2 separate regions of the Ovis aries genome follow, and region 1 is linked to region 2. A link is a contact called in public Hi-C data. All regions are on one chromosome and are shown on one strand. Each heading gives the region's core, a stretch centred on a gene start, on an enhancer-like site or on the middle of the called end of the contact. The rest is flanking DNA. Distances are from core to core; before and after follow the strand shown.

Region 1 (6,007 bases), core at 1,318-3,817, 420 kb before region 2:
ACAGTTCTACACAACATTGTCATCCACATGGATTTGTGTAACCACCACTACAGTTAAATATAGAACTATTTCATCACCACAAAGAACTCCTTCATATTGCCACAATCCCTGGTGACAAGCATCTGTTCACCATCCCTATGATTTTGTCATTCTGAAAATATTATATAAATGGTACCATATAGAATGTAACATTCCAAAACCAGCTTCCTCTTTTCAGTCAGCATAATACCCTTGAGATCCATCAATACCATTGCAAGTATCAGGAGCTGTTTCTCTTTATTAGAGTAGTATTCCATTATATGATTATCACCACACTTAGTTTAGACATTTACTGGCTGAAAACATTTGGGTTGTTTCCAGTTTGGAGCTATTAGAAACAAAGCTGCAATGAACATCATGTAGACGCTTTTGTGACATAAGTTCACATTTCTCTGGCATATGTGCTTAGGAGTGCAACTGCTGCATTATCTGGCAGGTATATGTTTAGTTTTCTATGTGCATGTATGCTAAGTTGTGTCTGACTCATTGCAATCCTATGGATTGTAGCCTGCCAGTATTCTCTGTCCATGGGATTCTCCAGGCAAGAATACTGGAATGGGTTACCATTTCCTTCTCCCAGGGGATCTTTCTCACCCAGGGATCGAAACCATAAAAGGGGTTTTTTATGTCTCCTGCATTGGCAGGCAGGCTCTTTACCACTACTGTCACCCACCAAGCTATTTTCCAGAAGCTTTACATTCCCGGGAAATTCATGAGATCTAGTTTTTCCATATACTCACCAGCATTTGGTATTGATTCTTTTTTATTTGAGCTGTTTTAACAGGTGTTCTAATAGGTGTATAGGGCTTCCCTGATGGTTCAGATGGTAAAGAATCTGCCTGCAATGGAGGAGACCCAGGTGAAGTATATGATAAAGGAAGCTTCTGTTGTGCTGTTTTGTTTGTGGGTTTAGCAAAGGAGAGTCTTTGACACGTTTGGGGGCTGGGGGGAAGCAGAGAGCAGAGGTGATGAACTGAGGGTGCAGGAGAAAGGTGAGTGGACAGTCCTAAGGGCTGGAGAAGAAGGGGTGGAGTGATGAATGAACTGTGATGACTGCGTGCCTTATTCTTGGAGACAGGAGGAAAGGATGTTAGGGTGGGTGAGTGGGAAGAGATAAGTGTAAGTGAGAGGTGAGAAGTGGACTCAAGCAAGAGAGTATCAGGAAACGAGATTAGAGATGGAGGCCCCAGAGGACACTGTCACGTGGTGGGTGACAATGGGTTCTGGAGTCAAGTTGATGCCAGTTACCCCACTTCCCAGCTATTTGACCTTGGGCATGCTATCTGATCTAAGGACTCAGTTTCCTCATTTATAAAATGGGGAGAATAATAAATAATGGAAAGATTATGGTGAGAATTATATGAAATTTTATGCACTTGGTGAATGAGAATAACAATGATGATCACACAGCAAATCAGACAGCTAAACACTCCAGAGAAATTCACAGTCCAAATAGTTTGATGTTTTGGCTTATGTGTCTTTTCACTGTCTCCTGAAAGACTGACAATAACTTGAGGGTAGAGCCAGACATTTTACTTTTCTCTGTCTTCCTAGCCTCCAGCTCAGTCTCTTCCTCATAGAAGGCTCTTGGTCATGTGTATTAAATGCCCGAGTAACTGGACTGCATATGGTCAACCCTGCAACAGTTGGGGTCCTGCCTCTCAAGTCACTTCCCTTCCTGACTCTCTGGATCGAGCTTTTTCCTCTATGCGTTTGCTACCCTTTTTAAACTAACTCATCTTGCTTTGCGGTCACTGGATGAAAGACTCATAACTCCCTGATTTGGGTCTGTATTTCAGTTCTGGAAATGCAAAAGCAAATTATTATTCATCATTTAAGTCAAATGATCTCTGTTGGTTATAAATGTCCAAGAATTAAAAAGGAAAAGGAGATGGCAATATAGCACTGGAGGGACTTATTCAGATTACCTGTTTTTATGGCCTCTTGCATCCTGGGAGAGACTGAGTTTCAGCAAGTTGACAGGCTCAGTGCCCAGAAGCTGAGTGAGTCACTCCAGACCCCAAGGGACAGAGGAAGGCCTACTGGAGTGGTGCAGCCATCCTGCCCACCCTTCTCCATCCTCAGTGGGTTCAGTGGCACCGTCACAGAGGCAAAGTGGGGCCTGGGCTAATGAGGCACACCTGTGTCTGGTTGCCAGGCTTTTTTTTTTAACCTTGGCCACGCCCCTGAAAAAAGAGACTGTATTGTGAAAACACCCAGCTTTTTGTCCTTTTCTCTCTCCCTCTGCCCCCTCCAATGAGACACAGAAATGCAGCTAAAATGATACCCAGAGGTGACTGGGCAGGAACACTGACAAGACGAGTCGACAAAAGGGGCAATACAAGGAATTTGGAACTATAACCTGCGTATCACCCCCCTCCTCAAATCATCCCAGTCTTGGCAATAGAGCCTTTGCAAGCACAGGTGGAGTTTATTATAACTTACCCCTGCTGCAAATACTCTGGGTCCCTCCTACCAAACCACTTGCTCTGACCACCGGGGGTCAGCCTAGAGCCAGGAACAGGCAGCGGACACCCCAGAGCCAAGCTCCGTTTGGTCCCCCAGGCCCTGTCCTGCCTACCCTGGAGCTCATCCAGCCCCAACCCAGTGCATCAGCCGTGGCCTGTGGGATTCCCTTTCCGTTTGTAAGAGGAGCTGCCTGGAGTTGGGACAGGTCCCAGGCGGATCGTATCATTCCCTCATGTTCACTTAAGTCTGAGAATCACTCTCCTGAAGAATCATGCAGCAGGGGTAGTGGGAGGGTCCGGGTGGCGGTAGTTTATGAAAAGCAGATTCTTGGAGCTGATTCTGGGGTGGAGGGTTGGCCCTGAGAACCTGCAATGGCCAGCTCTAGTTCTGACGCAGCCTCTGCAGGACCATACTTTGGCAGAATGCCTGAAGCTGTTGTTCCGACCCAGGCCGTCCTTACATGGAGCCTTTGCCCCCGTATCACATCCAGGACTCCAGGAGGCAGAGGACCAGGCCCACGTCCCCTGCCACCCCGGAGCTGCAGCCATCACACGTGTTGGGCTCTGGCACACCAGCAGTGATGCAGCTACTCCTGGCACAGTAACAAACACCCCAAAGAGGGAGAGAGGAGGCAGGAGAAGGACAACTGGTACTGCCCAGTGCCAGAGGAAGACCGCTGCCAGCCCGCCACACCCTCTCCAGATGCCCTCTGTGTCCCTCATTCCTTCTGACTATTTCTGGGCTCTGGCTTCCTTATTTTATCCTCTTTGACGTGCCTCCCTCCTCCTCACTGCTCAACAAAAGTGTCCTGGATTTAGAGGCAGCCACGCTAGAGAGCTCAGGACAATGCTTGTTGACTTTCACTGGTGCTAAGACATAGTCTACAACATGAGCACCCTGATGCACTCATAGCTTTTCAGGGAGGAAGGGAGTGAAAGGCAACGTCACAGACACACTTAGGCTGTAAGATGCAGCACAGACCCAGAGTCAACAAAATGGAGAAAAGCGTCTCTCTTGCTCTTATAATCTAATGCTGCGTTGTTCATTCAACTTGAACTCACGGAGTGCCTGCCTGCTGGGCCAGAACCTGTTCCAGGTGCTGTGGGTGGAGGGTTGAGCGGTGCTGTTGTGGTGGTGTAGAAGGCAGGTAGTCAAATAAGAATAAAAAATGAATTATGGAATCTGAGTTAAAGATAGTGACATTTGTTATTAGAGAACCAATTAGGGTTGTGTGGTAGAGATGTAATGGAGAGGGGCCATTTCTGAGGAAATGGGGTCAATCCTAAAGGAGATCAACCTGAATATTCACTGAGGGACTGATCCTGAAGCTGAAGCTCTGATACTTTGGCCACCTGATCCAAAGAGCCTACTCATTGGAAAAGACCCTGACACTGGGAAAGATTGAAGGCAGAAGGAGAAGGGGGTGACAGAGGATGAGATGGTTGGATGGCATCATCAACTCAACGGACATGAGTTTGAGCAAGCTCCGGGAGATGGTGAAGGACAGAGAAGCCTGGCGTGCTGCAGTCCACAGTATCCCAAAGAGCCAGACGCAACTGAGCAACTGAACAACAACAGCATGGAACTGAGATTGTTACAAGGAGAAAACCCAGAGGAAGAGCTTTCTGGGTGGAGAGGACTTTCTTGTGGTTTCTACAAAGCCCGTCTGGCACCTTGGCCCATGGCTGCAGACTTTTCATTCTTTGCTAAGCTCAGCATTTATTGAGCACCTTTTTCTATGCCAGGGGATGCTGGTCCCTCAGGATGCAGTTGTGAGCAAGAAAGACATGGTTTCCACCCTCAAGAAGTGTACAACCAGGTGCAATTTCTAAAGATAAAGTTCAGCTGGCCCTCTATTTCTACACTTACCGTTTATCTTCTTCATCACAAGATATATATTTTAGATTGTGGACTAGGATGGCTTTGACAGGGAGGACTTTATGACCACAAACACTAGGACCCGGTGGTAAAACCTGCAAGAGCCTGAATACTGCATGTGGGGGCTCTGAAAAAAAAAATCCCCACCATTCCCTACCCAATTGTGGCCCTTTGCTCTCAGCGTTCTCCTCATATCATCTCAGACTGTGAGATCTGGGTGAGAAGAGACTGTTCCAAAGACAGCTCACATCTTCTGGAACTGAATTTGGTCCATTCACGTATCATCATCTTTGGTGCCCCTTCCTGGTGCCGAGCAGAAACACAGCCCCTGAGGCCCTCTGGCCGCACTTCTCAGATATTGGGGGCTGTCACAGGGAAAGAAATATTTGTTTCTGAATCTCTCACTCGCCTTTCAGAGGTTCTCACTGAAGATGAATGATGGGAATAAAGTTGGAAACAGTCTAAAGGAGAACTTTGCTCCTGCACGTCCCAGGAAGCAGCTGCTTCTCCTACAGCACAAATTCATACCTGACAGATGCTGCCAAACCCCTGCAAAAAGCTGACATCCCCTCCTGGGTTTCAGAGATTTCCTTTCACATCTGAACTGCTCGTAAGAAAGAAAGGAGAGGAACAACTCAAATACAGTGAGGACTGCCTTGGCCTCATGGGCAGGGCTGGTCTGGAACGAGCTTGCCCCAGGGCTCCCACGACCGGTGAGGGGGATGAGCGTGTGCACCCGCATCCTGGGCTCTACCCCTGGAGGTTCTGATCAGGTGAGATGTGAGGCCTGGAAATACATGAATCCTTCCACAAGGCTTCTGTGAGTCTTTCTGAAAGTCACTCAGGTTTATGAACCCTTGAATTAGGGGACAGACTGATCAATAGTCCCCTAGTTAGCTCTCCTTCCATCCTGACATCCTCTGTGTCTCCCGGCTCCCTCAAGGTCAGTCTCCCTCCGCCCCACTCTCTTTAGGCCCCAGGGGCTGAAACCTGAGTCAGCACCAGGCCAGGTGGGGTAATTGACTCGGGCCTGTTCAATGAAGGTGTTTAGTTACCAGACACCCATCTGCTGGCTGTCCTCACCAAGGAAACGGGGGCCAGATCACTTTCACTGGGCATCGGCCCCACACTTGCCAGCGTGAGTGTGGGAGGAAGGGAGAGCCACCTCGCCTTCTGGTGCCTTCACTGCAAATGATTCCCATGTGACTCCCTCGAGCTCCAGAATAGCCTGCGAGCCTTGTCAAGAAAAGCCCACGTCCACAGAACAAGAGCCTCGCTTTCCCTCTCCTATTCTGCCTCCTGGGCTCGGCGGCACCCATTACTCTCTTCAAATTTACAACCCAGTCCTCAAAATGGAGAGTCCTGTACTCTTTAGGGTCTCTAGGAACCCAGGGTTCTATACTGGTGACTGAAATTAGTTTTATCGTCTTTAAAAGAATAAAAAAAAATTTTTAAGTAATATGTATTTACATAATTTGATAGTAGAATGTACTATTTAAAGCTTCTAATAAACAAAAACCTTTTCTTTCCCTCCCTAAATGCTAAATTAACACTTTCAATTCTTAAGGTGGTTTAAGAAGAGAAGTGTTTACCTTCATATTTCTACATAACATCCTTATAA
Region 2 (6,115 bases), core at 90-2,589:
CCTTAACACTGGTTGATTCCAGGAGAGGAAAAGAAAATGTAGTCAATGACTGTATTCTTTTTTTTTTCTTTTCTTTTCTTTTTTTTTTTTGCGATCAAAATCAGTAGAAGCTCAGTATTTCCCAGTATCATAGGTGCTGAGAAACTCAGCACAATATTCATTTGTGAACCTTAATATAGAATCACTGAAGGATTGGTATATATCACTTAAATCCCAGACAACATTTCCCTTTATGGAAGAAACTTTGCAAAGTTTCTAAATTCTGCCTCCTCAGTGACTTCTGCAATGATCCTTAAGGGGCTGTTGACAAACAGGAAATAATACAGAATTATACCTCATGGTCTCCTGAGCCATCACATCTATGTTAAATGGGTACTCATTTTGTTTTCCAGAGATGGAAATCTAGCTTTCATGGTCGGGCACTACTGTCTTTCCTTGAAGCTGCTCTGTCCAACACGACAGCCATTAGTCACAGGTCCCTAGTACTGAATTCTTAAAATGCAGCTAATGTGAACTGAGATGTGCTATAAATGCAAACACACAACAGACTCAGAAGCTTTACCAAGAAATACAACCTATCTCATTATTAGTGTTTTAAACTGATTACATGTTAAAATAATATTTTGGACATATTGGGTTAAGTAAGACATATTATTAAAATTCGACTTTGTTCCTATCTTTTTAATTTGGCCACTAGATCATTTAAAATTGCACATGTGCCTTGTATTCTATTTCTACCAGTAAGGCTCAACTCTTGCTGCATTAGGATGACTCAGAGCTCTTAAATACTCCCAGACTCCAGGCTCTCACACCTGAGCAGTTCAGTCAGAATATCTGGGGTTGGGGCTCAGCGTTGGGACTTTGGTTGGTTGGTTTTCGCTTTTTGAAAGCTCCCAAGGTGACACTAAGATACAGCTAACACGGAGAACTACTGCTCTACATTCTGGAATTCCATGATTCCAAGATTCTAATGACAACTCATTAGAGTTAAAAGTTAAAAGTTCAGAGTTGTTTTTTCCTTATTCTGTATAATCAACTTTGTCTGTTCTGATCTATTTCTCCCTAAAGAAACAATGAAATGTTTTTTGAGTCATGCAAGTTAGAACTCTGTTTGTTTTATTTTTTAATGAAGTTCACATGAATCCAACACATTGCCAGGGCTCAAAAAAAAAAAAATGCACTGAACTTGAAATTTTAAGCTTGATGAGTAACACATAATCTTTCCTGGGGCTGCTTCTGACACTGGCCTTTTCTTCTTGGAAGCACCTGCTTCCCTGCTAGTAACAAGAAATGCATTCACAGTGCTTCTAGACTTGACTGTGCCTATGAATCATCTGGGTATCTGGTTCATAGGCAGATACTGATTCAGCATAGCTAGGGGGTAGCTAGGAGGTAATTCCTGCATTTCTATCAAGTGTCCAGTGCAGGTGAGCAACAGGGTTTAGGGGATTAGCTAAAACTCACCTGGGTGGGGCTCATGCACAGCTGCCCAGCCACACACAGAAAGGTCGACAACATGCTTACTCTGCTTTCTATAATGTGCACAGAGCAAACTGTTCAATGACCTCTGCTCTGGTTTGTCCACTGAAGCATCATTGCATGAGCACCTATTTCCTCTCTCTCTAAAGGTGAGCATCCTGAGAGTGGGACAGTATCTTTATCACATCTCTTAGACCTACTCCACTGAACCATCTTTCTTCCCATCCTCAGGGCTGAAAAGGAGCCTGTGAGTTGGAGAAGGGGCTCTAAGTGGGACTAATCCCATGTTTCTCCAGACCCCCTTGCATCTGCTGACAGGACTCAAAACTCAGTTCAGGGTGTTCCCTAGGACTAATTGTACCTTGCTTTTTAGACTTGTCTGTATCACTGGCCACAAGAAGTCCAGGCTCCCAGGTCACCCCACTTCTCTTATTGTTGACTTCCCTTCAGGCTCTTCACCTCCCCCTCATGCCATATCCACCTTCCAATCACAAGATCCTCAAACCACAAGACCCCTGCAGGGCGCATTGTGCCCTCTGGATTCACAGTCCTTTAGCAGTTCTCTTATATCCTCAGCCTCCTCTCTGAATGTTTCTTCCACCTGGGGCCCTTCCCAAGAGCACTGCTCCCCTGCCACCCTCCCAGATGGCAGCAATGTTTCCCCTTCTTCTTCTGGGCCTAGAGATGGAGTGCATGTCCTCCTTGACCCCTCAACTGCCTCCATACCATTCTCCCTTGCTAAAACCCTGAGCTTTTTCTCTCAAGCAGTCACCCATCGCTTGCCACCACTCCCCGACTGCACCTGCTCATTTTGGATTCCTTTAGCTTCTGGCTTAGGATCACTCTCTCCTGCACTGTTTCTCCCCCTTTCCTTGGTGATTCCATGCACAGATAAGTGTGGACATAAACGGAATATCCAGCATGTTCTCTTAGGCACTTGAAGGCTCTCCTCCAATAACTGTGTTTGACATCTCCCTCAACCACTCACTCCCATGAACAAACCCTCCTGGATCAATATAATTTCAGCATCTCTGATTTAGCCAGGGTAGGATCAATGCTTTATAAATATCACAAAATCTAACAAAATAGGCATGGTCTGAGCTTATTTCTAACTCAAGGCATATCACATATTGAGGTTGGTGGAGAGCCTTCCCTGTGGTGATTCAGGGACCATTTGACTTGAGATGCAATGCTTTCCCAGGTCTGAGGTTCTTTTGCTGTGTTCTCTGCAGACAGCTGGTAGAGAAGAGGGAGGATATAGGATTGCAGAAGATAACTTCTTATGGGTCAGGCCTAGAAACAGGGAACACTTCCACCCGCATTTCATTTTCCATAACCAGTCACTGGCCATATTCACTCTAAGGAGAAATAAAAAAATGTAGTCCAGCCATGTTTGGTGGTGAACAATGACCACACCATCCACATTCCCATTTTCATCCATCCCAGCGTTGGACCCCGTACCTCCTAGCTTTCCAGTTCACCTTGTGCCTCGACTACAAGCCTCCAGTCACTGGGAGCACTGATCCAGTGATCCCACTATCTTTTGCTGTCCCTTACCCTTTTCTGGTTTTGGTCCATTGAAACCTGGCCAGTCATCATGACTCCTTGCCCCTCTAGCGCCATCCCTTGGCAAAACTGCAACCCTGGTTAAAGACAGCAAACTGCCTACACCTGAACAGCTACACATGGCTGGGGGAGAACTCACAGCTACATTCACTGATCCCATTTCAACTTCATGGGGATGAACATCAGTGAGCTCTTTCCCCCGCCAGGCAACTGTGTGTGTTTCCTACTCTCTGAGACAACCAAGTAATACCTTATCCACTCTCCTCATGCCTTTGAGATCTTCTCCACCATCTTGGTATCTTCTCCACCACTTTCAGGTGATGGTTTTTCTTCCTGTTTCACTGAGAAAGTTTAAGCCAGCAAAAGAGAAATCCACTGACTCAGTCCACTACCTACCCTCTGACAACAATATGTGTCCTGCCTCCCCACACCCCAATACCATTGTCACCCATCTAATGCCACCCCTCACCCTGCCCCCCATATTCTAGATCAGTGGTCCCAAGCCTTTCTGGCACCAGGGACCAGTTTCACGGAAGACATTTTCCACAGATGGGGTTCAGAGGATTGGAGAGAGGAGGTTTGGTGATGATTCAAGCACATTGCATTTATTGTGTACTTTTTATTACTGCATCAGCTCCATCTCAGATCATCAGGCATTAGATCCTGGAGGCTGGGGTCTCCTACCCTAGATCCATCCCTTCCCACCTATTCAAGAATGTGACTCCACCAACTCCTCTCTCCCCAGCACCAAGAATTCCTCTTCTTATTCAATTATTCTCATCACCACATAAAAATGCTACCATCACTCCCATTTTAAAAACAAAAACAAGCCAAAAACCCTCTTTTGTTCACCATCCCCTACTAGCTCTTTCCCTTCCCTCTACTCTGTTTCCAATTCCTCTCCTCCCCTCCTCTTTTAAGGGCTTCCCTTGTGGCTCAGCTGGTAATGAATCTGCCTGCAGCATGGGAGACAGGGTTTCGATCCCTGGGTCGGGAAGATCCCCTGGAGAAGGGAAAGGCTACCCACTCCAGCATTCTGGCCTGGAGAATTCCATGGACTGTATAGCCCATAGAGCCGCAAAGAGTCAGACAACAGAGTGACTTTCAGTTTCACTCCTCTCTTAAAATCATCCATACTGGCTCCTACCCCCTACACCACAGACTCTTGTCAGAGTAACAGATAGCCTCCCCTTGACTTAACTTACCAGTCACTTCTCAACCTGTTATTGAAATGCAAGTGCCTGACGCTCAGCAAGGCCAAAAGATACCAAAATGTCAGAGTTTGTAACAGAAAAAGGTTTATCTCAGGGCCATGCAGGGAGATGAGTGGCTTATGCCTTAAAAACCCAAACTCCCCAATAACTTTCAGAAAATCCCTCTTATAGGAAAGGTGAGGGATGGGCATGGTTAGTTGTGGCAAACTTCTTGGTGTCAGATCCTTTGTTCCTGAGGTCATGATCAGGTATCCATGGTCCTGTAAACCTCTACCAAATGAACGTTATTCTCTGTTCTGACAAGAAAGGGAAAGGTCCTCAGGCACAACTTTCACCTTCCAGGGTCCTGGACCTGGCTACTGCTGCTGCTGCTGCTAAGTCACTTCAGTCGTGTCCGACTCTGTGCGACCCCACAGATGGCAGCCCACCAGACTCTGCCATCCCTGGGATTCTCCAGGCAAGAATACTGGAGTGGGTTGCTATTTCCTTCTCCAATGCGTGAAAGTGCAAAGTGAAAGTGAAGTCGCTCAGTTGTGTCCGACTCTTCGTGACCCCATGGACTGCAGCCTACCAGGCTCCTCCGTCCATGGGATTTTCCAGGCAAGAGTACTGGAGTGGGGTGCCATTGCCTTCTCCGTAAGAGGAGGCATATCTCAGTTGGCGGCTTCCTCGGGGTCAGATGCCGCAGATTGCACTTTAAACAGATGGCCGCTGCTCTTAGGTCACAGAGGCAGGGATGGAGGAGAGGTTTACGGCTGCCTCAAAGCCTGGGCCTGGCCAGTGGGTGGCCTTGGTGAGGGCTCTGGAGTCCTGCAGGACACAGCCCCCAGACTCTTCCCTGGACATGCCACACCCACCCCCAGCTCACCTTCCGGCCCACGGAGGGCCCCAGGGAGAAGGTCAGGATCTGCTTCTTACTTCACTCTCCACCTGAGGACCACCACTCCACCAACCACTGACTAAATCCCCTCACTAACAATGACTTTTTGACAGTTGTTGCTTGTGGGCGGGGCCCACTGCAGAACCAACCAATGGCTGAGCAGGACCACTAACGGTTGCTCATTGACAGTTGGTGGCTTGTGGGTGGGGCCCACTGCAGTGCTGACCAATGGCTGAGAGGGACCTGTTGCCTAGTAACAGGGTGTGGCATAATGGCACACAGCAGGGCAGGCTGCTAATGCAGAGTAGGACAGTCTGTTATAAGCCCTCCTCTAACCTGACCTTCTGGCAATGTTTGGTGTGGTTTCTCTCACTCTCTTCCCTTCCTGCTCGCTTCCCTGGGCTTCCAGGGCACCACACTCCTGATTTCCCTTTCACTTTGCTGGAGGTTCCTCATCAGCCTCCTTTGCTGGTTCCTCCAGACATCTTGGGGAGCCTGGGGCTCAGGCCTTGCACTTCTCCTGCTCTCCATCTGCACAGCCGATGAGCTCACACAGTCCTTGGCCTTCAGCACCATCTCTGCCTTGACAGATCTCACATGTGCCCTTCATCCCAGATGCTTCTCCTAATTCTAGACCCTTAGGTCAATCCATGTCCTATCCATGGACACCCAATCCAGTGTCCTCCACTTGCGGGTCAGACGCCAGTGACCAAAAGCCAACTTAAGTATTTTTTTTTTCCCCAGATATCTTCACCCATGGTCCCCCGCTTAAAAGCAACTCTGTCCTTTTGCTTAGGCAAAATTGAAAAAACAAAACAAAACATGTTGTGTCAGCAATTCCACTCTTTCTTTTATACCCACTTCAACCTGTCAGGAAATTTTGCTGAATTTTTCCCACAAATATATCCACTTCTCACCATTTCCACTGCCACTGTCTTAGTCCAAACCTCTGAGAGCCTTTCATAATTCCTGTAGG

What was found. A called contact is a pair of places that touch in the nucleus more often than the background predicts.
Region 1: a Hi-C map of liver shows a contact between it and region 2, with 6 times the contacts expected there. The contact joins two enhancer-like sites. A contact is called at or near these places in 9 of 16 Hi-C or Micro-C datasets (liver, mesenteric adipose tissue, mixed tissues and 4 more).

The regions. Positions count from the first base shown.
Region 1 is chr7:42,827,576-42,833,582 of ARS-UI_Ramb_v3.0, reverse strand. No RefSeq gene overlaps it. Among named protein-coding and RNA genes, the nearest start is that of GNG2, 81 kb to the left of the region's middle. Within about 2 kb of position 2,567, at least 9 of the 54 cell types and tissues checked have an H3K27ac peak or open chromatin away from gene starts, as enhancers often do.
Region 2 is chr7:42,409,330-42,415,444 of ARS-UI_Ramb_v3.0, reverse strand. No RefSeq gene overlaps it. Among named protein-coding and RNA genes, the nearest start is that of TMX1, 120 kb to the right of the region's middle. Within about 2 kb of position 1,339, at least 3 of the 54 cell types and tissues checked have an H3K27ac peak or open chromatin away from gene starts, as enhancers often do.